4 separate regions of the Mus musculus genome follow, and regions 2, 3 and 4 are each linked to region 1. A link is a contact called in public HiCAR-type and promoter capture Hi-C data. All regions are on one chromosome and are shown on one strand. The core of a region is the stretch at or near the end of the contact, and the rest is flanking DNA. Distances in the headings are between cores, read along the strand shown.

Region 1 (2,700 bases), core at 83-2,582:
TGCAAAAAGAGTGTTCAAGGTTTACTTACAGAAGAAAACCTGGAAATGAGATTTGCGTTTTCAGTAGGTAGCAAGGTAAGGTAGAAATGGTACTCTAAATGTAGTGTGGTACCTGTAATACTGAGGGGAGGGTAAATAACAGATATCTTCATTCCCTCTAAGCCTAGCAGTCTGAGACACACATTACATAAATAAACATCTTTTGAGTAGGAAAACAGTTGTTTCCAGGAGGAAATTCCATAAAAACAACCCTTCTCGTTGACACACAAAAATTCCAGCACTGCAAACTCAGGATTACTGCAAACCCAAGACCAGTCTGTTTTGTATAGCTAGTATCAGGCCAGTCAGGACTACCATCTAAAAAGCAAAATAATTCCATATCCACACACGGAGTACTTTAAAAACGGTCATCAGCACCACGTTGGATTTTGCTAATGTCTAAGGAATGACTTCAGTGTGAGAGAACTTAAGTTATACTATGAAACATCATTCGTGCAAGGTTTGAACTTTCACTAAATGTAATGGTATTTTCAGTTTTTGGAGGGGTGTGTGTGTGTCTGTTTCTGTGTGTGTAATTTTAAATAGAAGGTATGATCAAAATCATAAAATTAAAATCACCTTTTACATGAAGGGAGTCGACTTCCAATTACAAACACAAAAGCATTACATAATTATTCTTTGCACCTAACTCCACACAATTACAACTCGATTAAAGCCAATACCTGAAGCACCGCCTTGTAACTTAAAAGGGAAACGGGTTCGAAAGGGGAAAAGCATTTTTGTTTACAGACCATCCTTTGAAGATGTGGTACCACGGAAGAACTACAACTACATCCTTCAGCTCTCACGCTTCATCCAGATACTGAGCACCAGCGCGGGCATCTCCCACACTTAGGCAAGTGCGACCGACCGGGCAAACTTAGGAACAGAGAACTAAACTTAAGGCATGAGAGCACTCATCATTTTCAAACGCTCCAGTCGCAATCGTCCGACAATGCTAGGCGCGCCTAGCCCCTCAACCCACGGTTGTCCTCGTTCCCTTAACCATCACCTCGCAAAACAAAACAGAGTTCGAATCCCAGGCTGCCCGCGTCAGGGCGGAGCAGGCTCGCGACACACCCCCCGCTCAGCGCCCTCCAAGGATATGAGGAGCCGGGGCAGCACCGAAGGCAGCTCCCGACGGCACATCTCCTCCGACCAGCTGCTGAGTTCCTCCAGCACGACCCCGCTCGCCACCTCCGCATCGTCCTGCGACATTCTTTCGCCACCCCCGAGAGACGAACGAATCCGCACGACTCCCGCCACAGCTTGGAACGCCGTCCCAGCAGGCTTTGAGAGAGCTCCGCCCCCACCAAACCATAGAGAGGAGCACTCTCGCCCCCAAGCGTCGGGGCCCTCTCTAGCTATTGGAGGACTCATCTCGTTGGTGTTCGCCGTAGGCTGAAGGCGAGTTTCTCCGGTAGTTTGTTCGCCCTGGCGTCTGACTTTCCAATGCTGAGACCAGAAGTCCTCAGGTTTGCTATCCTCAGTCCGGGGGGACTTTGAGACGACGCGTAGTTTCAAGGGTGACCTGGGCTGAGGCCAGGAATGACTCTACTCCCCTGTGAGGTGCGTTCGAGAATAGGAATGATTTTACTGGCGTGCGTGCTTCCGTTCCTACGGCTCCTGCCAAGTGAACGGAGATCCCACCGTCCAGAAATGTGCAAATTAAAACGGGTGTTATGGTCTGGCATATTGCCGGAAATGTTTCTATACAATCGATTATACTTTCCACAGTCCTAGTCTTTATTCATCCCTCCAGTCACATAAGGTGTAGAACTACGTACACATAAATGTACCGTTTGGATGAGTTTGCACACACCAGATCACACACACCTGTGTGTGTTTGAAAATGGATACCCTACTTACCCAAATAAAACCTTAAACTGTTTTTGCGAGGCAGAGATGAAGGAACAAACCTGGATGCCACTGTGAACAAAGAGAAAATAATTACTGTAGATGCGTCAGAAATTTAGGAAGATGAAGGTGAAGATGCCTGAGCACAAGGCAACTAAAAGACCAGGCAGGAAGCTGGGCATGGTGGCGCACGCCTTTAATCCCAGCACTCGGGAGACAGAGGCAGGTGGATTTCTGAGTTCGAGGCCAGCCTGGTCTACAAAGTGAGTTCCAGAACAGCCAGGGCTATAGAGAAACCCTGTCTCGAAAAACCAAAAAAAAAAAAAAAAAAAAAAAGACCAGGCAGCAGGTAGCTAGGCTGTCCTGTCTACAAATCTTGGGGTTTATTGTTCTGGTGAAGGTGGTAGCTGCTATAGCTATTCTTTTGTTTGTCTTTATGTTTTATCTTCTACTTTTGAATACTTAAGGCATCTGTGCATTTTGCTAAATCGCATACACACAGCCTTTTTTTGTTTTTGTTTTTAAACATTTTCTTTTCCCCCTTCCCTTTCCAGGGCTGAACTGAAAAAGGATCAAAGGCGTCTAAAACGTCTTTGGAGCCCCCTCTGAATACATCTGATGGTGTATACGCAGCTAACAGACATTGGGCGCAACAGAACTAATCGACTGTGTGATCGGTTATGCCATTAAATTCTTTCTAGAAGCTGAAGCATCATCCTTTGGTAAAAAAACGGTGTGCATAGAAAAAGAGGATGGCCTTTCAATTCAATTTCAGCATAGAAGAAGATCTGGAAAATAAATTAA
Region 2 (2,700 bases), core at 173-2,672, 1.2 Mb after region 1:
TTCTATTAGAAACATATTCTGAATTAATAACATTTGAAACAACTTATGTTTCAAAAAGGATTCTTTTACATATGTAAATTTTAAACAACAACAACAACAACAAAAGGTCCTGAAGAGCCTCCCTTTTTCTTTCTTTCCATCAACTGCCTACCAAACTTAAGCACTGAATCTCAGCTTCTGTCATCTCTTTCCTGCTTACTGGCCTCCTCTCCAGCATTCCAGCCCTCCATCTTCTACAACACCTCCAAGAAACCTTCCAGACACAACCACGATGCATGTAGATATTGAGTAAAACTACACCTGATGACTACTATATAAAATTCAAACTTCTTAGCAAGACAGAGAACTCTCCAATGACGAGGGAGGCAACACTCTGCCAGGGCGCCCCCCCCCCAAACTTTGTCAGGATACAGTTATAGGCATCCCCAAACACCTCAGATCTCAGTCTGAGTGCTGGCTTTACCCGGCCATCCAGTCTCCAGACTTGATCAAGATTCTGCCCAGGTGCACTGACCCTCGCGCGAACACACTAACGCGCACACACACCTGTATACATCTTCATCCTAACCAACCACACAATAATATAACGGTCTCTCGTGAAACTATGAATTCCTTGGGCCTTTCTCTTTCATCTGTCCTATCTCAAGTGCTTATCACAGCACCTGATTTGCTAAAAGAAGGAAAGAAAAAAAAAAAAAAACCTGAAATCTTCATCCTAAACAGTCACACAGTAACGTCACACGGTCTCACGTCCTCTGAAGTCTGTGGTACTCAATGGTTCATGTTCAGAACCTCAAGAGCACACCACAGAACCAAAGAAGCTCAAAACTAAACATAAATACCATTTCCGTCATTGCCCGCAAGGGAACAGGTCATCGCGCCCAGAAAGGTTGCGCAGGCTTAGGTAGGAAAAAAAGGAGCGGCGAGGTTTAGGTGAAGTCCACCAAAACAGCCGCGCTCAGTTCAACCCTGAGAAGCTACAGTTCCAGCAAGCAGAGGTCGCCGCGAGCAGGGAACAGGACCATTTACTGAAGTTGTCAATCAACGGTCGGTCAGAGGGACCGAGCCTGCGGCCCCAAGTACCGCGTGAGGCTGCACCGAGACCGTCAGACCCCCAGCCCGGACACCAACCGGACCTGGCCCGGCTCGGCTCGGCTCGGCTCGGCTCGGCCCGGCCCCGCCCCACAGCCTCACTTTTCCACATCCGCAGACTTCATGATGTGGGTCTTGGACGCCGTCAGCTTCCAAGGCCCGAAGGAGAAGTCCTGGTGGCTGCTCTGAAAGCCGTGGATCATCATGGCAGAAGCGGAGCCGCAGGGTTACTCGGAGCAAGCGCCTGCGGCAGCGGTCGCACGATGGCCCTCTCTGCAGCGCGGCTCCTGGGCGCGTCCGTTACCATCTCGGCCCCGCCCCCTGCCGCCGCGCCGTAGGCCCGCCCTTCCGCCGTCTCTTCCGCCCCTCCTGGTTTTACTTCCGGGACCACTAGCTCAGGGTGACACACGTCTTACGTGGAGACGCTGAGGGGCGGGACTTGAGCGCGGGGGTGTCGCTCTGGCGCGCCGCCCTGAAGTCTCCGGGTGACGTCACCCCAGAGTGAATGTGGGAATTTGTCTTTCTGGATCCAGAGCCCCGTGCTTCACTGCCTTACCTCCTCCTTACAGACCGCTCCAAGCAGTGTCATCACCTCTTGTGCTTATGAGTCGTGGTGAAGAGGACATGCCCAATGTCCCTATCGCTCAGGAAGCCCAGCACCAACAGCGACTTTGGAGCCAATGACAAATAGTAGCTCCTCCACCTTGAATCCCAGTGGAAGAGCCCCACTTTCTTACCGTGCAAACCGCCGACGCCCTGTGTTTGATTCTTTGTACCACGAAAGAAACGTCAAATTATCCTTATGATATTTTAAGACTTTTCTACCCGCACACAGGTGTAGTGGAAACGACGCTGAAAGCCCGGTGCTCCGTCCATGCTTGCAGTGCAACTGTGTGTATCTTTGGGTAAAACACAACTGATTCTTTTCGGCCCCAGCTGCCTCAAAATGAGATGGTTTAATGTTTGAGCATCTCAAAACTGTTCACCATCTCAATTCCAACACCCCCTCTCTTATTCACTCAGTGTTTGTTTCATCGACGCTGGAACCGCTAAGCAGCGTTGTTGCATGATTTCTGCTTCAATTCCTACCTTGTCTACCAGAAGGTGTTAAGCCAAGTAAACCTTTTCCTCCTCAGGTATTTTCTGTTTGTGTGTCTGTCCCAGGAACCCATCATCAATTTCCCCTGCCCAAGGTGTCTGGATTAATTCATTCCGTTGGCATCCTATCCTTGGTTCCTACATAGTTACTCTATTTCCATTGCCTACGGAAAGTAGGGCGTCTCAGCTTCCGCAGAGGATAAAGATGTTCATCCCGAATAGTGGAGGATTGTCTACCATCACTGACCTCCAGAGGTTGGCCCCTGACGCACTTCCCAAGGAGGCTGGGGTCCTTTCACTGACGTTACATTGTAAACCTCACATCATCTAGATCTGCTAGAAGACCTAATAAGGAGGTAAATGAGCAAATTACATGCAACGAAATCCATCCTCTTTTCTTTCTGAAAGAGTTCCATACAGCCAGCCTAGGCTAGCCTTCAATTCACTATTGTAGCTAAGGAGGACCTTGAATTCCTGATTGTTCTGCTTCTTCCCAAGTGCCGTGTGTGT
Region 3 (2,700 bases), core at 183-2,682, 1.1 Mb after region 1:
TAACAACAGGTATAGGGGTTAAGGGGCACACACTGAAGGCCGGCTTCTACCCTGAAGTCTCCAGCCTGTGGACACTCACAGGCATTCGCAGCAGACAGCGCAAGGATATTCGCTTCCAGCAGCCATTTGTAACAGAAAACAAGTGGAGCTCAACTCTTTCCAGATGGGTAAAGATAAATATGCTAAGGTTTATCCACAGAACGGAAAGCTTCCTAAAGAAGAATTCTAAAATAATTAAAATTGTGAGGAACAAACACCCTGTCCCACTCCTAACAATTAGCAAAGGAGACTCCAAGTAGTAAGAGCAACCTTGCAAGGTCAGGTGCCATCCACGGTGATCAGTCACATGAATGTGGTGAGCTCAGGAGGGGACAACCTTTCACGTCATCTGCCACTTATATGTATGTGGGTGTATTTTGGCTCTTTATGACCTGTTTAGTTTAAATCTGTTTAAGAGTGTTAAAACACTGCACAGGACATGGGACAAGTTGGGCTGCTGAGATTTTTTTTTTACTATGATTAAATATTAGCTTATTAGGTGAGGGCAGCTAGAGTCCTTAGCAAGGAACAATGTTTTATGCTCAATGTATTTGGACCTAGGCTGACTTAAGCCATTCTTATTTTGAAAATTGACACTCATTTTTTATTTTTTATTTTTTTACAAAATGATAGTTATATTGAGGTCTATAAACATGTATGCTATTTTAAAGTATCCGTTGAAGGAGCTGGAGACATGGCTTAGTACTTAGAAGGTCCTCACATAGAGGACCAGAGTTTGGCTGCCAGCATCTGTATCCAGTATCTCACAACCACCTGTAACTCCAGCTCCAGAGAATATGATGCCCTCTTCTGGCATCCATGGGCATCTCCCTACATCTACAACCCACACATGACAACTTCACATATATGCACCATTGAATTGATTTTTTAAAAAATTAAAGAGGAGGAAGAGAGGAGGAGAGAACTGGAAATGACCAAAGATTTTTGTCATCCTTCCAAAATAATGAGTTCTCCTTTCATAGCTTCATTGATGTTGGACATACACAAACACACAGAAACACACACACACACACACACACACACACACACACACACAAGCTTGCCTACTTTCTGGGCCAGAAGCAAAGGACTTCCTTGTCAGCCTAGGCAGCTCATAGCCCATATTCTCATTAGTTCTCCTGCCTTCAAAATCCCATAAGGGTGTTGCAGAGCGTACCAGGTAAATGCTATATCCGCAGTGGGTTTATGTCACAGCTGAGGGGCCTCTTAATCACGCACGCATGTGCATGGGTGCACTCGTGTATAGTGTGTGTGTGTGTGTGTGTGTGTGTGTGTGTGTGTGTATGCGCGCCCGTGTGTGTCAACGTTCAGCATAAAGCCCAGCACCCTTTTGGAAGGCCAGGCCTTACTGGATAAGCTCCAGTGCTGTAACTTGCATGACTCAGCAAATCTAAATTTTGATCCGTTATGCGACATCTCATCCTTTGTGGGTCATGCTGTAAGCCTGGGGTTTTACAGCTTGACAAAAAGACATTCTTAAGGACACAGGTAAATGTTCCTAGGGCTCAGGGTGCAAACAAGGGTTTGGGGGTGCTTCCAATAAAACTGAGATAAACATACAGGGTTGACTGCAATACAACAGCTGCAGTGGCTGAGTCTGTCTCCTTCCAAAAACAAGTGTGTTGAGCAATAGCCCCACCTACAGACGGCTTCTGGAACTGCAGCAGTAAGAACATGGCTTCTGGTAGCTTTCTACTCCTTTTCCTCTCCTCTACTTTTCTGGTTTGTTTTCTTTTGGTTTTCCAGACAGGGTTTCTCTGTGTAGCCCTGACTCCTAGAACTCGCTCTGTAAACCAGGCTGGCCTCGAACTCACAGAAATCCTCCTGCCTCTGCCTCCTGTGTGCTGGGACTAAAGGTGTGCTCCACCACCTCTAGAAAGACAAGTATTATCTTGTTCACCACCACCCTGGAGGCTGGCTCACCAAACAGTGACCTCACGTGGCACTGGCCTCCCCATCCAAAGTCTCATCAGGACAAATGCAAAGCTTTTCTCCCACTTAAACCCTTTAAAGTTCTTAAAGCGCTCTGAATGTTTTGCCGGCAATACAGTTTTTGCTAAGTGACAAGAGTACATTTTTATAATCTATCCCAAGATCAATCACCTCTTTTCTACTTATAATTAATATTTGCAAGCTTCACTAAGCAGGCTCTGAGATCACATTTCCATTAATAATCTAAATTATAAAGAATTCAAATCCCATAGTCTACGGTTCCAGGAAATTCAGTTTTTTACCAGAACCTGCCCCAAAGGGATTCTAGGAGACAGTTTTTTCCTGCCATGTAAGTCCTTCCTGGAACCAGCCATCTGCCACCAGGTCCCTTATATCTGCAACCCCTGAGGCTCTGCTCAGACGGCCATCTCTCTGCTTCCTCTAACAAGTGTATTCCCAGGAGCCGGCCCTTTGCTTTATTAGAGTATCCCTAGAGACCCGAGTTGACATGGTGAGAAGCTAAGGGAAGTACCTCCAGAGTCATGTGACCGCCCCTGCTTGGGTCCCCTCCCAATACAGCAATGACACCGAGTTGTGTGCAGGGATGTGTAACTGTCATCAGAGACCTGAGTCTAGCTTCCTAGTAGCTGTATGGCTTCAGGAAGCCCAGCTTTCTGAATCTCCCTCCTCATCTGTACAATGGAGAGT
Region 4 (2,700 bases), core at 163-2,662, 1.4 Mb before region 1:
GCCACAATAAAGGTCATGTGAGAACAGGCTGTGTGATGTGCGCTATTCAAAACTTGTGTGCAGCCTGAGGGACGGTTCAGTAGGTTAGAACTATTGCTCTTGCAAAGGACCCAAGTTCAGTTCTTAGCACAGCCTATAACTCCATTTCCAGAGAATTTGGTAGCCTCTTCTGGCCTCCACAAACTTCCTGTACTCACATGATGCACAGAAACTCAGGCAGGCAAACACACATCTACATAATAAAATAAGGAAATCTTTGTCTTGAAGTTTGTAGGAAGTTACAAAATCCAAAACACCAGTTGCATCCTCATTTTTGTTTTTGTTTTTTTAAACCGTTAAAAATATAGGCTGAGTGACAGAACTGTTTCTAACTGCTCATACTTCCTATTTCCTCAGACAACAAACTAGTTTGTGAGGATTTGGAGCCTGCTCCCATCCCAGAGTCTATCTCATGCTATTTACTACTTGAAGCCAAACTTAAAAATACGAATTGTTGTTTCTCTTTGTGGCACATTCCTCCATTCATCTTTCAAAAATTCTGTTGTCACCGTCTCTAGAGGGCAAAGCATAGTTCCATGAGAAGTGATATGCCCTGGAGCCAGACAGACCTGCTTTTAAATCTCTATTTGACCACCTACTACATGCATGGCCTCCAACAGTCACTTGAAAAAAATAAGTGCACAACTACCCGCCTGAATTTGTTGAGATAAAAGGCCCGAGCATAGCAGACCTTAAGTCTCCTTCCCTACCGAAGCTCCAACTCGTCCACACCTATTTAACTTGGAATTTAACTTGTGTTTGTGGCTTCCTGCTCCTGTAGCTTGAGGGCTGGGCACAAAGCCTGAAATTTGATGAGCACTCGGCAGTGACTTAATAAACATATACACCAATAAAGTCCCACGACGCTACCTATTCCACACGTGTGCACAGTGACACAACACCCTTTCAGTCTACTGACGAAGCCACTATTCCAAAACGGGTTAAGGATGAAGTTTTAACTGAAAATCTTTACTTTTAAATGGCTATCTTTAAGGTTGCCACTTAGCCAAGATGCTGGGCAGAATCCTAAAATGATAGATCTGAGTGGGGTCCCCACGCCTGCCTGCCTCCTGCCTCCTAAACTTAGGATTGCTATCTTCAGTCCCCACAAGGGACTGGCTGCACGCCATACCTTTTCCTTGGGCTTTATGTATTTGTGCAGCACCTCGCACAGCTCCAGATAGGTCCCATACCACTCGAAAGCTGTCTTCCCTCGCTGCTGGAAGAACTTCTCCCAGTAGTCGGCAGAGCCAAACTCCTTGGAGCTTTTAGGTAGGAGATTCATGTTCCCACCGTGAGCGGCGTCTTCGACACTGCTCCTGGTGACAGATCACCCCGGGAAGCACCGGGAGGCAGCAGCGGCGGGAATCTTAGCCACTACAGGCACCATAGATTTGTTCTGCACGCAAAACCCAACCGAACCGGGCCCTGTGCAGCAGACGCGCGGACGAACCACTGAGCTGGCCACGCGCCGCTGCCGCCCCCCTTGTTTTTCTTCACCCTCGGTCCGCGCCCCACGTGCAGCAGCCACACACTCCCGCAGCTACACTCAGAACCTAGAAACCATATCCGGGTAAGAGGTCTCGTGATTGGGCAGGCGGAGCGGGCGGGACTTCCTGCGGGACTCCGGGCAGAAGAGGCTTGCTTCGTGGAACCGGGCGGGGCTGCGCGCGCAGCCTCTGTGAGCTGCGCTCTATCCCCAGCTGAGAGCGCGAGGGGCAACGGGAGCTGACCTGCGCAGGAGCAGGAGTCTCAGCTAGAAACCCCTTCCTCAGGAAAATGTGAGCTCATCTCCTCTTCCCGGAATCACTTTGCCACCGTTCTTGGTCAATTCAGAGGAAAATGACTGCTTTTTCTACTCCAAAATACAGAGCCCTGCTATTAATACAGTAACAACGGTGAATATCAGGAGACTTAACCGAAGTGCCTCCCTTCCCTGCCTCTCAAAACACAGTAACCATTCATTATGAAGATGCTCATTTTATCATTGGAGTCCTTAAATTGTCATTCTGATGACAGTTGTAAAGACATAGTTTATGTGTCTGATGAACAATACCATCCTTTTAAATGATCGTTTTATGAAAATATCCCAAGGAAGTTCCTAGTGAAGAGCTGTTTTGAAGAGACGATGAAAGAAACAGCTCTCGCGTTAAAGGAATAAGAGATGGAGCCCAGATATGACTGGCCATAGCCCAGGAACACAGATTTAGCTTCCTCAAATACCATGTTCCCATGAGGTAGCAATTGCATGAACTTTTATAGTAACAACACAGAAAGTAGTAAAACGGGACACTTACAAATACATTGGTGAGTATATTGTAAGATGATTGCAACCACAAGAAAACCTAGAGGTCTCTTCATACTTTCCAAAGGTCTTACCTAAGGGTCACAAAAGATGTTGCCAAGTACTAAATAACTACTAAAGGACCGGAAGATGTTCTAGGAAAATTTGGCTCTGGAACTGCATGCAACCTTTCAACGGCTTCACATCATTGACGTTGAAATCAATGAGCCTTTGAGGACACAGCTCCTTTCCAGAGATTCTTTTTCACAGCCTATACACACAGTGCTAGCACAGACACGGAACAGTTAGAGTAGACATAAGTTTTAAAGTCATCTTCAAACATTACAGAATCGTCTATTGGACTTGTTTTTATTTTT

The links. Promoter capture Hi-C pulls out the DNA fragments that hold promoters and counts their contacts. HiCAR-type assays count read pairs that join an accessible place to other places. Capture Hi-C pulls out chosen DNA fragments and counts their contacts.
Region 2: a promoter capture Hi-C map of adipose tissue shows a contact between it and region 1. The contact joins the promoter of Tiprl here to the promoter of BC055324 in region 1. A contact is called at or near these places in 2 of 39 promoter capture datasets (the C10 cell line and pre-B cells), 2 of 115 datasets of contacts at active chromatin or transcription factors (astrocytes and large pre-B cells) and 2 of 9 other capture datasets (adipose tissue and liver).
Region 3: a contact with region 1 is called in a promoter capture Hi-C map of pre-B cells, with 8 times the contacts expected there. The contact joins the enhancer-like site here to the promoter of BC055324 in region 1. A contact is called at or near these places in 3 of 39 promoter capture datasets (3T3-L1-derived adipocytes, hippocampal neurons and pre-B cells), 2 of 484 Hi-C or Micro-C datasets (pre-B cells and pro-B cells), 3 of 115 datasets of contacts at active chromatin or transcription factors (embryonic forebrain, large pre-B cells and pro-B cells) and 2 of 9 other capture datasets (embryonic stem cells and liver).
Region 4: a contact with region 1 is called in a HiCAR-type map of astrocytes, with 4 times the contacts expected there. The contact joins the promoter of Eef1aknmt here to the promoter of BC055324 in region 1. A contact is called at or near these places in 2 of 39 promoter capture datasets (hippocampal neurons and pre-B cells), 1 of 484 Hi-C or Micro-C datasets (B cells), 3 of 115 datasets of contacts at active chromatin or transcription factors (the 230-238 cell line, astrocytes and pancreatic cancer cells) and 2 of 9 other capture datasets (adipose tissue and liver).

Annotation. Positions count from the first base shown.
Region 1 is chr1:163,993,464-163,996,163 of GRCm38.p6, forward strand. It overlaps BC055324 (cDNA sequence BC055324), which reads right to left and starts at 1,333. Exons shown (of 24, transcript NM_201364.2): 1 at 1,147-1,333. The coding sequence starts at 1,257. Mettl18 (methyltransferase like 18) reads left to right here and starts at 1,426. Exons shown (of 2, transcript NM_027279.3): 1 at 1,426-1,608; 2 at 2,451-2,700. The coding sequence starts at 2,649.
Region 2 is chr1:165,235,536-165,238,235 of GRCm38.p6, forward strand. It overlaps Tiprl (TIP41, TOR signalling pathway regulator-like (S. cerevisiae)), which reads right to left and starts at 1,423. Exons shown (of 7, transcript NM_145513.4): 1 at 1,195-1,423. The coding sequence starts at 1,298.
Region 3 is chr1:165,130,984-165,133,683 of GRCm38.p6, forward strand. No RefSeq gene overlaps it. Among named protein-coding and RNA genes, the nearest start is that of Tbx19, 28 kb to the right of the region's middle. Within about 2 kb of position 1,433, at least 62 of the 459 cell types and tissues checked have an H3K27ac peak or open chromatin away from gene starts, as enhancers often do. A contact at or near this core is called in embryonic stem cells, pre-B cells and pro-B cells, where this site is marked.
Region 4 is chr1:162,546,933-162,549,632 of GRCm38.p6, forward strand. Eef1aknmt (EEF1A lysine and N-terminal methyltransferase) reads right to left here and starts at 1,413. Exons shown (of 8, transcript NM_144877.1): 1 at 1,172-1,413. The coding sequence starts at 1,324.